Linked DNA regions of Rattus norvegicus: region 2 is linked to region 1. The links are chromatin contacts, called in public Hi-C maps. All regions are on one chromosome and are shown on one strand. The core of a region is the stretch at or near the end of the contact, and the rest is flanking DNA. Distances in the headings are between cores, read along the strand shown.

Region 1 (6,266 bases), core at 2,202-4,701:
AGGGTGGAGGAGGGGCTGTTCGGGAAAAGTCTGATGCTTTTTGCATAACCACTAAGGATTCCTAAGAGGATGTCAGTAGGACCGGGCGCGGGGTGGGGGTGGGGGGTGAGGGGGCCGAGGATAAGGGTCCTTCAAAGACTTTTTTTTTCTTTTGGAGTCAAAGCCATCCGGGCGAGAACCAAGAAGATCCAGAGGAATAAATAAATCTTGTCCTGCGAAGAGACAGTGACCTCCTTTGCATCCACTGCTACCCTCCCGCCAGCTCCACGCCTCTATTGCAAAAACAAATGAAATAAAGCAAAACCTTTTGCTTTGGCAAGGTCTAAGCCGCATTACCCACACCCCCCATCCCCTTTTGCGAAGGAAGAGTTCTTCTCCCTCTCCCGGCCTTTTTTATTTTTTTTTCTCTCCTCCTCTTTTACACCCCCCCCTTTTTTTCCCCTATTCTTTTCTTCTCGGTCTTCCTTCTTCCCCCAAATCACTCGAAACTTAAGACGTGCAGAGGCTGCAGGTGCGCGCAGGCTGACGGCCCGGTCAGGGCGAGCCTGGGACCGCCGGGCCTTGCAGGCATTGATCAGCTGGGCGCGCGCGCTGAGTGACGGCGCGGTTACCATGGCAGCCGCCTGAGCGGCGCCGCGAGGACAAGGCTGCAGGGCGGCGTGAATGGGCGGCGTCACGCGCCTGGCGCCAGAGAGTCTGCTCCGGGGCTCCGGCTCCGGCCCCGCCGCGGCCTGGCCCGCGCGCCGCTGCCGCCGCCGCTGCTGCCAATTCATCACCTGTCAGGGATCACTCGGGGGGTCACGGGCGGAATGGACACAGCTGTGAGAACAAAACCGAGGGGAAGAAAGGCGAGAGCTCCCAATTGCGCCAGATGTGCAGAGAAGACCTTGAGACTCGCCCCCGCCAAGCCGGCTCCTCCCGCCCTCGTGGCATCACGCGGGGATAGTAGCCAAGGTGGCTGGGCCGGGACCTGCTTCTGATTATCGCGCGTGGCCTGGACATGGTGGGGGATCCGGGGGGCTGGTAGCAGGGTTCGGGCAACTCCAAGCGGGTCTGTTGCTTTAAATGGGGGGCGTCCCGGTGGGTAGCAGGGGCGGCCAATATCACACACACACACACACACACACACACACACACACACACCGCCGGAAGCCCTTCACACCTTCCCACCACCCACGGATCCCGCCCTTTCTGCATCTGGGCGCGTCCTGCAGCTGGGACCATTTGAACTTCAGGGCTCTCAGATGAAAATCCACACCAATGAACCGATTTTTATATACCATTATAAGCCGTCCCGAAAAGGGTTCCCACCAAATCCCCAGCCCCAAAACATAATTTTAAGAAATGTCAGCCCAGGCTTGCTGTGACAGACTTACTGGTAACTCCGTCCTTTTCAGTCATTAACTTATACAGTTTCACAATCCCCTTAAAATGATCTTTAAATGAATGCAAAAACTGGGTAGTGTGCCAACAGAATCCGATTCAGCGCAGCCCGGCAGACTGGACTCTGGCATGACAGCCAGAGAAAGAAACGCCAGAAAACTTTCACCATATTTAGCAATTTTACTATATCAGGGTACAGGAATGGTCTTGGGAGAAGGCGCTCATGCGTCGTCGCTGCCAGTGTGTCGAGCGATGCTGCACAGCGCTCATTATCATCCAGCCCAGGGCCTTTCTGTTGGAATAATGAGGCTGGCACCGGTGCTAACATACGGTGTCCTTGGAAAAAGCTAAGAATGCGTCAGTACCGCAGAGATGCAATGTCCAAGAATCATAAGTAATAATTTGAGAATCCCAGAGATGTTTGTTTACATTGGCTATTATTGTAAAATACTCAGAGTATAACATCATGAACCAAAAGTGTCAAAACAAAATCTGTTCCGCTGTGGCACGTATGTGACAGAAACACATGCACACAAAGTACATCAAGAGGCTCGAACTGTGGGGGGACTCAGATAGTAAATCACTACCAGCTTAATAACAGGACAGTTGTCAATAGAACACTGTCACTGAGTTTCAGGAGGCAGTGCAAGCCTTGTGCAGATTTCTCTGCAGGGCAGAGAGTCCTGCAGCCTCCAAACTGAGATGGCCGGATTTTACCACCACTACACCACCGGACTCTGCCTCCTTAGAGAGAAGCCCTGGGGCACATGGCTGTCACGTGGAGGTCAGAGACTGCCTGGCCCACCAGCTGAGGAATTAATCATTAATTGAAGGGAAAATACTGTTTCTTCACCACGGAGCTTTGCCCGGATTCTGCATTCTTTCTCTTTATTGCATTCAGAGGATGTGGGAGATTGAGACCAAAAAAACCCTTTCTGGGCTTAAGATAAATATTGTTTTCCTCTAATACACGACTAATATACAGTAGTCTTCAGCAGAACAAGAATTCAGAAATTAAAGCGTTGGAGTCAAGAGCTCCAAACTTTTTCAAAATGTAGCTGCATCTAGGAGGGGTGCTGAAAGATTCCAAACCTCGTACGTAACAGAATTTTCTTTAAAAACAGCGATAAGCTGTCAGTCAGTAGCTAGGACCACCTACCTGACAAAGAGCTTCCCAAGAGCTGTAAGTGCTGGAATGTTGACACCAGAAATCACGATTTGCGCATAATTAATCGCATCACTTTGCCACCTACACTGAAGGGCACAGACCAAGGGCAATGTATGTAAATGTAGTTCCAGTGTGCAAACCCCACTAATGACCTTCGATTAATGGAGTCATTATACTAACTCTGCCTCGTTCTCGAGGAGGAGGGGGGGTCCCGGACGTACCAGGTCCCTCAGGGCTCCTCTGTGGTCTGAGGGAGACCGCACAGTGCTCCCTACAATTCGTGTCACTGAGTTTCCGAGAAGGCCTCCCGCGTTGCTCCAAGTTGCAAAATCCCACGCTAAACCTGCCGTGAATGTGTATGTGGGTAGGTTTCCCGCCCCTCCTCCCCTTAAATAGCTTTTGCTTTATCTTAAAAGAAGGAACTCCACAAATGTGACTTCCCAAAGGCGCGCTTCTTTTCCCTTCTGCCACGGTCGCTGTCTCCCTAACGCTAGCGACCTGTGACTTCCCGTCTGCTGTGCTGAGACCGCGGGGCTGCTGGAAACCCTGGGGCGGGGATAGCTAGCTCCGGGCACACCCCCGGGGCAGGGGTCCTGCCAGCTTTGGAAATTAGAATCAGGAGGGCACAATTGCACACTCAGGCCCCCTGGGTGCCCAGCGCACACTGTACTCAATTTACCACCCCAGCTGGGCTCTCGCCCGCTCCTCCCACCCCACGGGCATTGGCTGCGAACGCGGAAGAACCGAGAGCTCTCACTCACCAATGGGAGGATTCGCCTGGTATGATGGACGGCACCCCTCCCACCAATGGCGATTCAGGGATGCCCGATTGAGCGGCCAGGGCGAGTGCACATAAAAGACGCCCCGCCCGGCTCGCGCTTCATTCTGAACAGAGCCTGGTGCGGCGCAGCCACCTCAGCCCCCTGCGGCGGCTCCCTCCCGGCCTTTCCTCCTACGAGCAGCATGAAAGCCTTCAGTCCGGTGAGGTCCGTTAGGAAAAACAGCCTGTCGGACCACAGCTTGGGCATCTCCCGGAGCAAAACCCCGGTGGACGACCCGATGAGTCTGCTCTACAACATGAACGACTGCTACTCCAAGCTCAAGGAACTGGTGCCCAGCATCCCCCAGAACAAGAAGGTGACCAAGATGGAAATCCTGCAGCACGTCATCGATTATATCTTGGACCTGCAGATCGCCCTGGACTCGCACCCCACTATCGTCAGCCTGCACCACCAGAGACCTGGACAGAACCAAACGTCCAGGACGCCGCTGACCACCCTGAACACGGACATCAGCATCCTGTCCTTGCAGGTGAGACTCGCTTGCAAGTACCCCGCTGCCCAGATGCTCCCGGTCGTCCGAAACTGTCACTCTTAAAGCCCATCGTAGAGACAGGTTCATTAACTTTATTTTTAAGAAAACTGTGCATTGAGCGTCATGTAAGAAATCGCTACTTCTAAGTTCTGTGTGGGTTGCGTCTGGATCTGCATTGTAGCATGAACCTGTTTAATGGGACTTGTTGGCACTTTCGTAAAGGGAGGAGGGGGCTACCTTCCTTTAAGATTGCCTAATATCCTGCTTTTTATCCTCTTTCTCTCCAGGCGTCTGAATTCCCTTCTGAGCTTATGTCGAATGACAGCAAAGTACTCTGTGGCTAAATAAATGGTGAGTGTTTGCGGGTGCCTCCTGTGTGCGCGCTTCGGTAATGTACTTGTGTGTCTGTTAAATGTTTGGTTTGGTAAATGCATGCTTACTTCACCGTGTTACGGGTGCCGCTTGTCCTTCCAGAGAGGCATGAAGGGGCTTGTCGCTGTGGTTGCTCCGGATTACGGAACAGTTGCCGAGAGAGAGAGAGAGAGAGAGAGAGAGAGAGAGAGAGAGAGAGAGAGAGAGAGAGAGAGAGAGAGAGAGAGAGAGAGAGAGAGAGAGAGAGAGAGAGAGAGAATGAATATGAATATAAATGCCAGTAACTTACTATGAAGGTGTCAGGACAAAGTGTTATTGGCTTTTATGAGCCCAGTGGTGGTGCTATGAGGTACTAACCTCAGCTCTAATTAATCTTATCGCCACAAATTCCATAGTGTTCTCTTCCCCCAAAACTGAAGTCCTCTGAGATTTCTCTGGCTAGCTGAAGACGGCTACCCGGAGCCTTACCCCTGTGCTCCGGGATCCAGCTTTCCCTATCTGTTAACCAAAGGGCTGTTTTCAATCAAATAATTGTTACAAGAAGCAGACTGGCGCCTGTGAGCGCGCTGTTAGAGATCCAAATGGGAGACTGGGTTTGGGAAGTTTTCCCCTTGAGTCTCTGCTATTTTCATGTTTAATTTGTGCTGTTGGGGCCGGGTATGTGCGCCGCATCTGGACGCCAGGGTTTGGTTAAAAGCTCAAACTGTGGCTTCCTCTGGCGCCAGGCTGCCCGCCCCTGCCCTTAGGTTACAATCTCCTAAACTGCCTTCTCTCTCCCGATCTTTTGCAGGCATTTGGGGACTTTTTCCTTTTTTTTTTTTTTTTTTTATTTTTACTTTCTCTTTTTCTTTTGCACAACAAGAAGTCTACAGGATCTTTTAAGACTGTTGTTTTGTTCTGCTTTGTTATCAACCATTTCACCAGGAGAACAAGTTGAATGGACCTTTTTAAAAAGAAAACGGAAGGAAAACTAAGAGTGATCATCTCCCCCAGGTGTTCTCCGGCCTGGACTGTGATAACCGTTATTTATGAGAGACTTTCAATGCCCTTTCTACAGTCGGAAGGTTTTCTTTATATACTTATTCCCACCATGGGGAGCGAAAATGTTAAAAAAAAAAAAAAATCACAAGGAATTGCCCAATCTAAGCAGACTTTGCCTTTTTTCAAAGGTGGAGCGTGAATACCAGAAGGACCCAGTATTCGGTTACTTAAATGAAGTCTTTGGTCAGAAATGGCCTTTTTGACACGAGCCTACTGAATGCTGTGTATATATTTATATATAAATATATATATATATATTGAGTGAAACCTTGTGGACTCTTTAATTAGAGTTTTCTTGTACAGTGGCAGAGATAACTTTCTGCATTGAAATGTAATGACGTACTTATGCTAAACTTTTTATAAAAGTTTGGTTGTAAACTTAACCCTTTTATACAAAATAAATCAAGTGTGTTTGTCGATTGCTCGCTTTATTTCAGACAACCAGTGCTTTGATTTTTTTTTATGCTATGTTATAACTGAACCCAAATAAATACCAGTTCAAATTTATGTAGACTGTATTAAGATTATAATAAAATGTGTCTGACATCAATCCCTGGATTCTGAATGGTTTTTGAGATGTCTTGTGTTTGCAAGGGCTGCTCTGTACCCTTGACTTCCTTCTGATCTCTGGCCCCCTCTTCCACATGTGTATCCCGTGGTGGCCCTGTAGACCAAAACGTTGTTGCTGTTAGGGATGGGGACTGAAAACTCAACATACCTAGCAGGTTGGTTCTGTGTCTGTGCGTTGAGACAGGGTTTTAAGCGGGATTGTAGGGGGAGACTCCTTTAAGTTGGGTCTTTGACTAAGTTGGGTCTTTGACGTTAAGTATACAGTCTAGAAAGACACCTTTGAAGCAAGATCCAGATTTAGAGTAACGGGGCTTGGGCTGTCAGTGTTTACCCCTGGGAATTAAGCTGTTAAACCTGGCCGCGAACTCCAGAACTCCCTCCTCTCCACCTGTGGCTCACAGGGCCTGCCTGGGCCAAC
Region 2 (6,266 bases), core at 2,629-5,128, 370 kb before region 1:
TTTTCTCCCCAGATGCAGAGAAACAATGGCTTCTCCTAGAAGGGCTGGCACAGTCCTTGTTAATCTTTCCCATTTCCCTTCTGTTTTGCCCTTTGCGCAGTGCATATGAAGGGGTGGACTGGAAGGTGGGAATTAGGTCATTCAAGTTAATTTCACCAGCTCTACTTAGAGGCTGAGAACCATGGGAGCCAGCCTGCATCGCTCAAAGCATGAAAATAATAGGCCAGATCCTGTCAACCGGGATGATCAATGGCTCCCCTTGGGAACGTTTTAAAAGCCATTTGCCCCAACGAGAACTGAGGGCTTCACAGGGCTGAGGTTCTCCTCTCTCCTCCTACTGCAGAAGGGAAATAGGCATTGAGAGAGAAACCGAGCATTTTAAACATCACTACCAAACTGGAAAGCAAGGAGATCGTTGCTTGAAGTGTTCGGCAACAGCCGTACATTTAAGTCTGTAAGGCTACAAAACCACATCCGGGGACCAGGTGGAGAACTGCCACCTACCCTGAGTGCCAAGATGCTTATCAGAAACCTGTGGAGGAAAGGGCCCAAAAGGCCTTCGGGAATTCATATCAGGTTGAAAAGTTTGGTACTTGGGTACTAAAATTGGACCCGAAACCACCTCTGTCTGTAGTAAGCTGTAACCTAATTAAGTCCATGAGCAAATTGCAGCCTAACTGAAGAGTACATTCTTGTGCAGAGTTGAGCCCCTGCCAATCATTGTGAATTGATACGCATCCAATCACAAACTGCTAAGAGATCCCTCCATGGCCATATGAGGCAAATGCTAACTGAAGCCAATCAGCTTGCTTCCGTTCTTTGATATACACACACACACATATACATACATACATACATACATACATACATACATACATATATACATAAAACCTTATACACGTGCGTTAGGAAATTCTGGACCATCTATGGACTCAAATACAATAAACTTTTAGATTTATTTCCTTAACAATATACAAAGTGTGGCATTTACCCAAGAGTCTAAGTGCCCATTCAGGAGAATTAGGAAGGTGCTTCTCAACAAACCAGCAGCTTTTTCATTTTCCTTCTTTACTCCTTCCTGTCCTATGGCTATCTAATCCAGCCATCTGCTTTTCGGAGAACAAGCCTATCGGTTTCACTAAGGGGAAATCGGCAGCATTGCAGAATGTCGGTAAGCAACGATTAGTTATCTCTCCCCCGTGCATTCAGTTTGGAAACCATTCACAGATAGGTTTGGATGCCTACTTGTACCCCATCCTTGTGTGCACAAGGTAGACTTTAGCCAGAAAGGAAAGGAAACCGGCCCACTTCTCTCCAAATCTGGGTATTTCTAAAGGGCTCTGGAAACCAGAGCCCCGATGTCCTTAAAGTGACTAAGAGATCATCGTGTAAGTGCGCTCTCACTGCAGGCTCCTCCTCACTGTGAAAGGCTGAACTTGTACAGCACTCAAAGGGGAAAGGGAGGAGCACTCACTCTAGAGATAGAGATGAGGAAAAGATAAAATCCTATTCCCATAGTTACCATTAAGAATGCTTACTAAGTCTCTCTCTCCCTCCCTCCTTCCTTCTCCCCTCCCCTCTCTCTCTCTGTGTCAGTCTCTGTGTCACCCAATCCCACGTGTGTGCACATGCACATATGCACATATCTGCGTACCCATATATATTTCATATGTAGTTTCTCTTGTCCATTGAGCCTGTGCCATTGGCATTTTGAACCATGTAGAATTGCTGATTTCAAATAATTTCAACGTACAAAATAGCCACTTCATATGACTCAGCCTGCCATTGAAGATAGATTTTTGAAACTAGGATTACAGTGTATGTTTGCGTCCATCCTGGAGTCTTTTCTTGAACCACGTAGCATCAACACTTCTGACAAAGAACATTGTCCTAGTTTTCTTTCTACCACTGTGATAAAACATTCTGACCAAAAGCAACACAGAGAGAAAAGGGTTTATTTGGATTACACTTGTATGTCATAGACCATTAAGGAGGGAAATCAGGACAAAGATTCAAAGCAGGAGCTGACACAGAGGCCATGGAGGATGCTACTAATTGTCTTGCTCCCTGTGGCTTGTTCAGCCTGCCTTCTTATTCTCTCCATGACTCTTCCATGGATGACACTGCCCACAGCAGGCTGACTCCTCCCACATCAGTCATTAATTGGGGAAAATATTCCATAGACCTGCGCACAAGCCAGCCTTCAACTGAGACTCCCTTTTACAGATGACTCAAGCTTGTGTCAAGTTGACAACAAACTTTACCAACACAAGCATTGTAATGGATTGCAGTTAAACCAGGGCCTCTCAGAAGACCCAGCAGATTCTTGCTGTCAATACTGCCAACCACGTTCGATTCCTAGAACCCACTTAATAAAAAAATCAACTTCTGCAAGTTGTTCTCTACACTAACACACACATACACCCACATAGGCAAGTAAATACACATGCACATATACACATGTATGTGCACACTCATACACACATGCACACATGCACATATACCTCTACATAAATCTGTGTAAAAAGTCTTAAACTAAACAAGACAGTTTCTCACACTTCACCGTTTTCCATGCTATGAGTCTAAAATAAATGCTTACGATTGCAATCTAAGAAGAAGTGCAAGCTTCTCACATTATCATTTTGTTGTGAAAGAAATCTACATCTCAAACACATTTCCTGTCTTTGGTGCTTTGAAGCCAAACATAAAGGATGGACTCTCTAAAGCAAGGGTACACGGATCCCTTACCATTTAGTAAATTAAGGCTGGTTTCTGAATGATGCCTGTACATCAAAGCCTGTAGCACATATCCCTGGCCTTAATCTCCTACAAAGTTAGTCCTTGTCATCAACAGCTTATGCTGCCTGAATTAACCTTTGCCATCACTAAGACACATGTGGCCGTCTATTCATTGACACGTTCTTCCGGACTTAATAACATCCAATCACTTGGACACACCCTAATGCCTCAGTGCTAACTGAGAGTTGTGTTCAGCTGACTGTCGCTCCCCCGCTACCTGAATGGGGTGATATACTAATGAGTAAGGCCCAGGGATATTGGGGGGGGGTACAGTGAGAGTGACACAAAGCCAAAATGAGAGGGGAACTTGGGCTCAGAAAGCTGCTCTTGGGTCACTCATCTGAAAGTCTGAAACAGAACAAAGACGGTCTCCTCTGCGAAAGCTTCAGCAGGTTACAACTGGGAAACTACAAACTGAAGGCATCGCATCCCCAGAAATCTTCCCTGGAGATGAGTCACTACCCTACATATGCTCTCTCCATATCTCACCAAGTGAACAACAAAAAACAACTTAGAAAATACCCAGAAATGTCACGCTGGGGCTCCTCCAGTCCTGTTCGTGTCCCAGATGGTGGAATGGGAGATCCAAGGTAGAATTCATAAGCTTGCGATACGTTTTGAAGTGACTAAAAAAAATAAGGCATGAAACTCCTTCAAGAAATTACAGAGTATAAAAATCTCCGAAAAAAAAATTCTTCCGCCCTACACGGTGTTTAATTTTGGATGTAAAAGATTTACTTTGGGGTTAAATCCAACCTATATCCCTATACACAGAAGGAGTTTTAGCCAAATAGCCTGAAGTGACTGCAGAGGCATAATGTGTAAGTTCTTACTCTCTGAAAGTCTCTCTCCTGATTTTCCACACTCCAGGCAACGCATATAAATGTGCGTTCATTGTGGTATTTTTCTGCCTCATCCAGAGGTGGGAGCGAGACGCCAGCTGCCTGTAAATAAAGGGCCTCGGCTGAGGCAGACCTGGGACCCTCTTTGCTTTGATCAAATTATCTACTTCCGCTGTCAGAGAGCTGGGTAGAGTTGCCAGGATTTCCCCTTGGTTTACAGTGACGAACATAGGCACAGCCCACCTATGGCAGCGAGCGGCAATAGAGCAGGTCACTGGGTCACACTAGGTAGATTGGCGCGTGGTAGACACTCCTGTCAGACCACCTCCAGGGAATGCACTGTAGTCATCCCCAGTGCTGGAGAGTCTTCTGTGGCCCGTGAGGTGATCGATCACATCTTCCCTGTTGGACGCTAAATGGAGCCAAAGATGAGGTGATTGCTCCCACAATCCTTATTCCACTAAGAGTAATAACCATGGGATCCCACAAAACCAGGCCTCCTCCACACGTCCAGCTGCCTCTCCTGCCCACCCTCCACTGGGTGGTTATTGCTAACGCTACTGTGAAATGTCAAACGCTATTTATGTTGACATCAAAAAAAAAAAAAAAAAAAAAAAAAAAAAACCACCTTCTGAGAGAAAACAGCCTTTAAAAATGAACAGTCCAATACCAAGTCGGCAGCTCTGAGAGCCACTGTCGCATGCCCCGTTGGCATGTAAGGAATCTATGAGCAGGACTGAAAAGGAACACCAGTCCTTAGAGGTGATGTGTCAACATGCTCATCAAATTGAAGCTGCATTCACAAGAAACCCGGCTCATTCTAGGACCAGAGGAAGTCAGACAAACATACAGTCAACGTTGATATCCTAGAAAAAGCAATAATAATATGATGAATTTATTTTCTGCTTTTTTTTTTATAAAGAGAGCTATCAAAGCACAAAGCTTGTTTGTTCTATGGACAGGTTTGTTCTCAGACTGGATTCTATCAGCCTTACGGTTTGCAATGATGGCATCAGTCACTCCCACATGGGACCATGACTGCTGTCATACTACAGCAGAGCTGACTAGAGGAAACAGATACCCCAAGGCCTACAGAAGCTGGAAAAAAAATCTATGATCTATCCTTTTGTAGGAAAAAAATGGCAACTTCTAGCTTAATCTATGTGTTAGCCACTAAACATGCTAGAAAAATGTAAGGGAAGATAGAGCACTAACTGCTCCAGAGAAGACAGAAGAGGCAGCCTGAAGGAATGTGTCTTGCCTGCCGAGAGAAGCATCTTCAGACCTTCTCACCTACACCTACCACCTACAACCAAGTGAGTTAAGATGATGGAGGGATAGTGCATGGTGTAGGTGTGAGTCCTAACCCAACCACTGAGGGGGAAAGGTGGCGGCTGAATGTTGGGTAGAGGGTGAGGATGGAACTGACACTGGCAGAGTACCGCTGGAGCAGACTACCCCTTACCCCCCTCTGCTCCTCTTTGCCTACCAGGTGCCAGACCAGCACTAGCTGCTCAAGTGACCCTGTTAGATGCTTCCAAAATCCAAGAAAAGTAAGAACTGAGCAGCATCCTAACCTGAATCGTAGGAAAATAGTGGCCACTCTGGTTGGAATCGGTGCAGGGGAGCATGGAGCAAACCAAGGTAAATAGCCCCTGAGAAACAGAAAATGCCGCTTAGAAGGGTTGTGAAGGTTTATGCAAGGAAAAAAGGTGAGAGCCAGGGTTCTCTGAGCAGGAGGCTGGCGGAAAGATTCTGGTTTGTTGTTTCCAAGGATGGTGTGGATCCTTTGTGTGCTTTTCCGTGTTGGCTGGCTCCTGCCGAAGGTCGAAGTCAGAAGAATAAAACTGACAAACATCCAGGAGAAAGACCTGAAAAGACACAGGACAGTCAGGGGCCAGGTGGTGGCCTGGGACTTGAACAAAAGCTAGACCGGTATTGACTTCATGATGTCTGGTCACTGGGGTGCACTATAACCAAGAGACCATATCAGCTATGTGTAAGGTTGCCCCTATAGGGCTGGAAACCACGGCAGATGGTCAAAGTGCCAACAAGAAATGGTCATTGGAAGAAGCAGCTCAGTGCCCGGGTACCCTGACAACATTTCCAGAATGCCCCATGGCTCCTTTCTGTCTTTGATCCCCTATTTTATATTTTCTGGGGACCAACAGCAGGACCCCCAGGGAGAACCCAAGAAACCTCCATGTGTCATTTGTCTTGAGCTTTTAAACAACCTTAATGTTCTCATGACTCTATTTACATACAAGACACAGGAGAGCGCCATGTTTCATAGAAGATGAAGAACCTGGAAATGAAGAGAACAATTAAGCTGTGGAGAAGGAAGCACTGCTTGTTTCTGACACTGACTGGCTGTTTACAATAGTGCTCGTTGGAAAACAAAATCAAGGAATTACTTTGTCAACATGTGCAAATTTAGCCTCTGGGGACTTGGGGAGGGGCCATGGGAGCATTTCTGTAATTACAAGTTGCACAGAGGTACTTCAAGCTTGGCAGTGACGGGGATGTGCAAATTGAAAACAATGTAGTGACAGTTGGTGGCAGAAATCCTAGGAAAGACGGAGCCTGCCAGGTACCAATCCGTGCGTGACAAAATCCTCGCAAGTG

Evidence for each region. A called contact is a pair of places that touch in the nucleus more often than the background predicts.
Region 2: a contact with region 1 is called in a Hi-C map of frontal cortex, with 1.7 times the contacts expected there. The contact joins the enhancer-like site here to the promoter of Id2 in region 1. A contact is called at or near these places in 1 of 12 Hi-C or Micro-C datasets (frontal cortex) and 1 of 1 datasets of contacts at active chromatin or transcription factors (oligodendrocytes).

The regions. Positions count from the first base shown.
Region 1 is chr6:47,468,180-47,474,445 of GRCr8, reverse strand. Id2 (inhibitor of DNA binding 2) reads left to right here and starts at 3,451. Exons shown (of 3, transcript NM_013060.4): 1 at 3,451-3,862; 2 at 4,153-4,216; 3 at 5,028-5,284. The coding sequence starts at 3,515. The coding sequence ends at 4,209.
Region 2 is chr6:47,842,708-47,848,973 of GRCr8, reverse strand. It overlaps LOC102557053 (a long non-coding RNA gene), which reads right to left. Exons shown (of 5, transcript XR_005505831.2): 5 at 968-5,512. Among named protein-coding and RNA genes, the nearest start is that of Id2, 370 kb to the right of the region's middle. Within about 2 kb of position 3,878, at least 1 of the 93 cell types and tissues checked has an H3K27ac peak or open chromatin away from gene starts, as enhancers often do.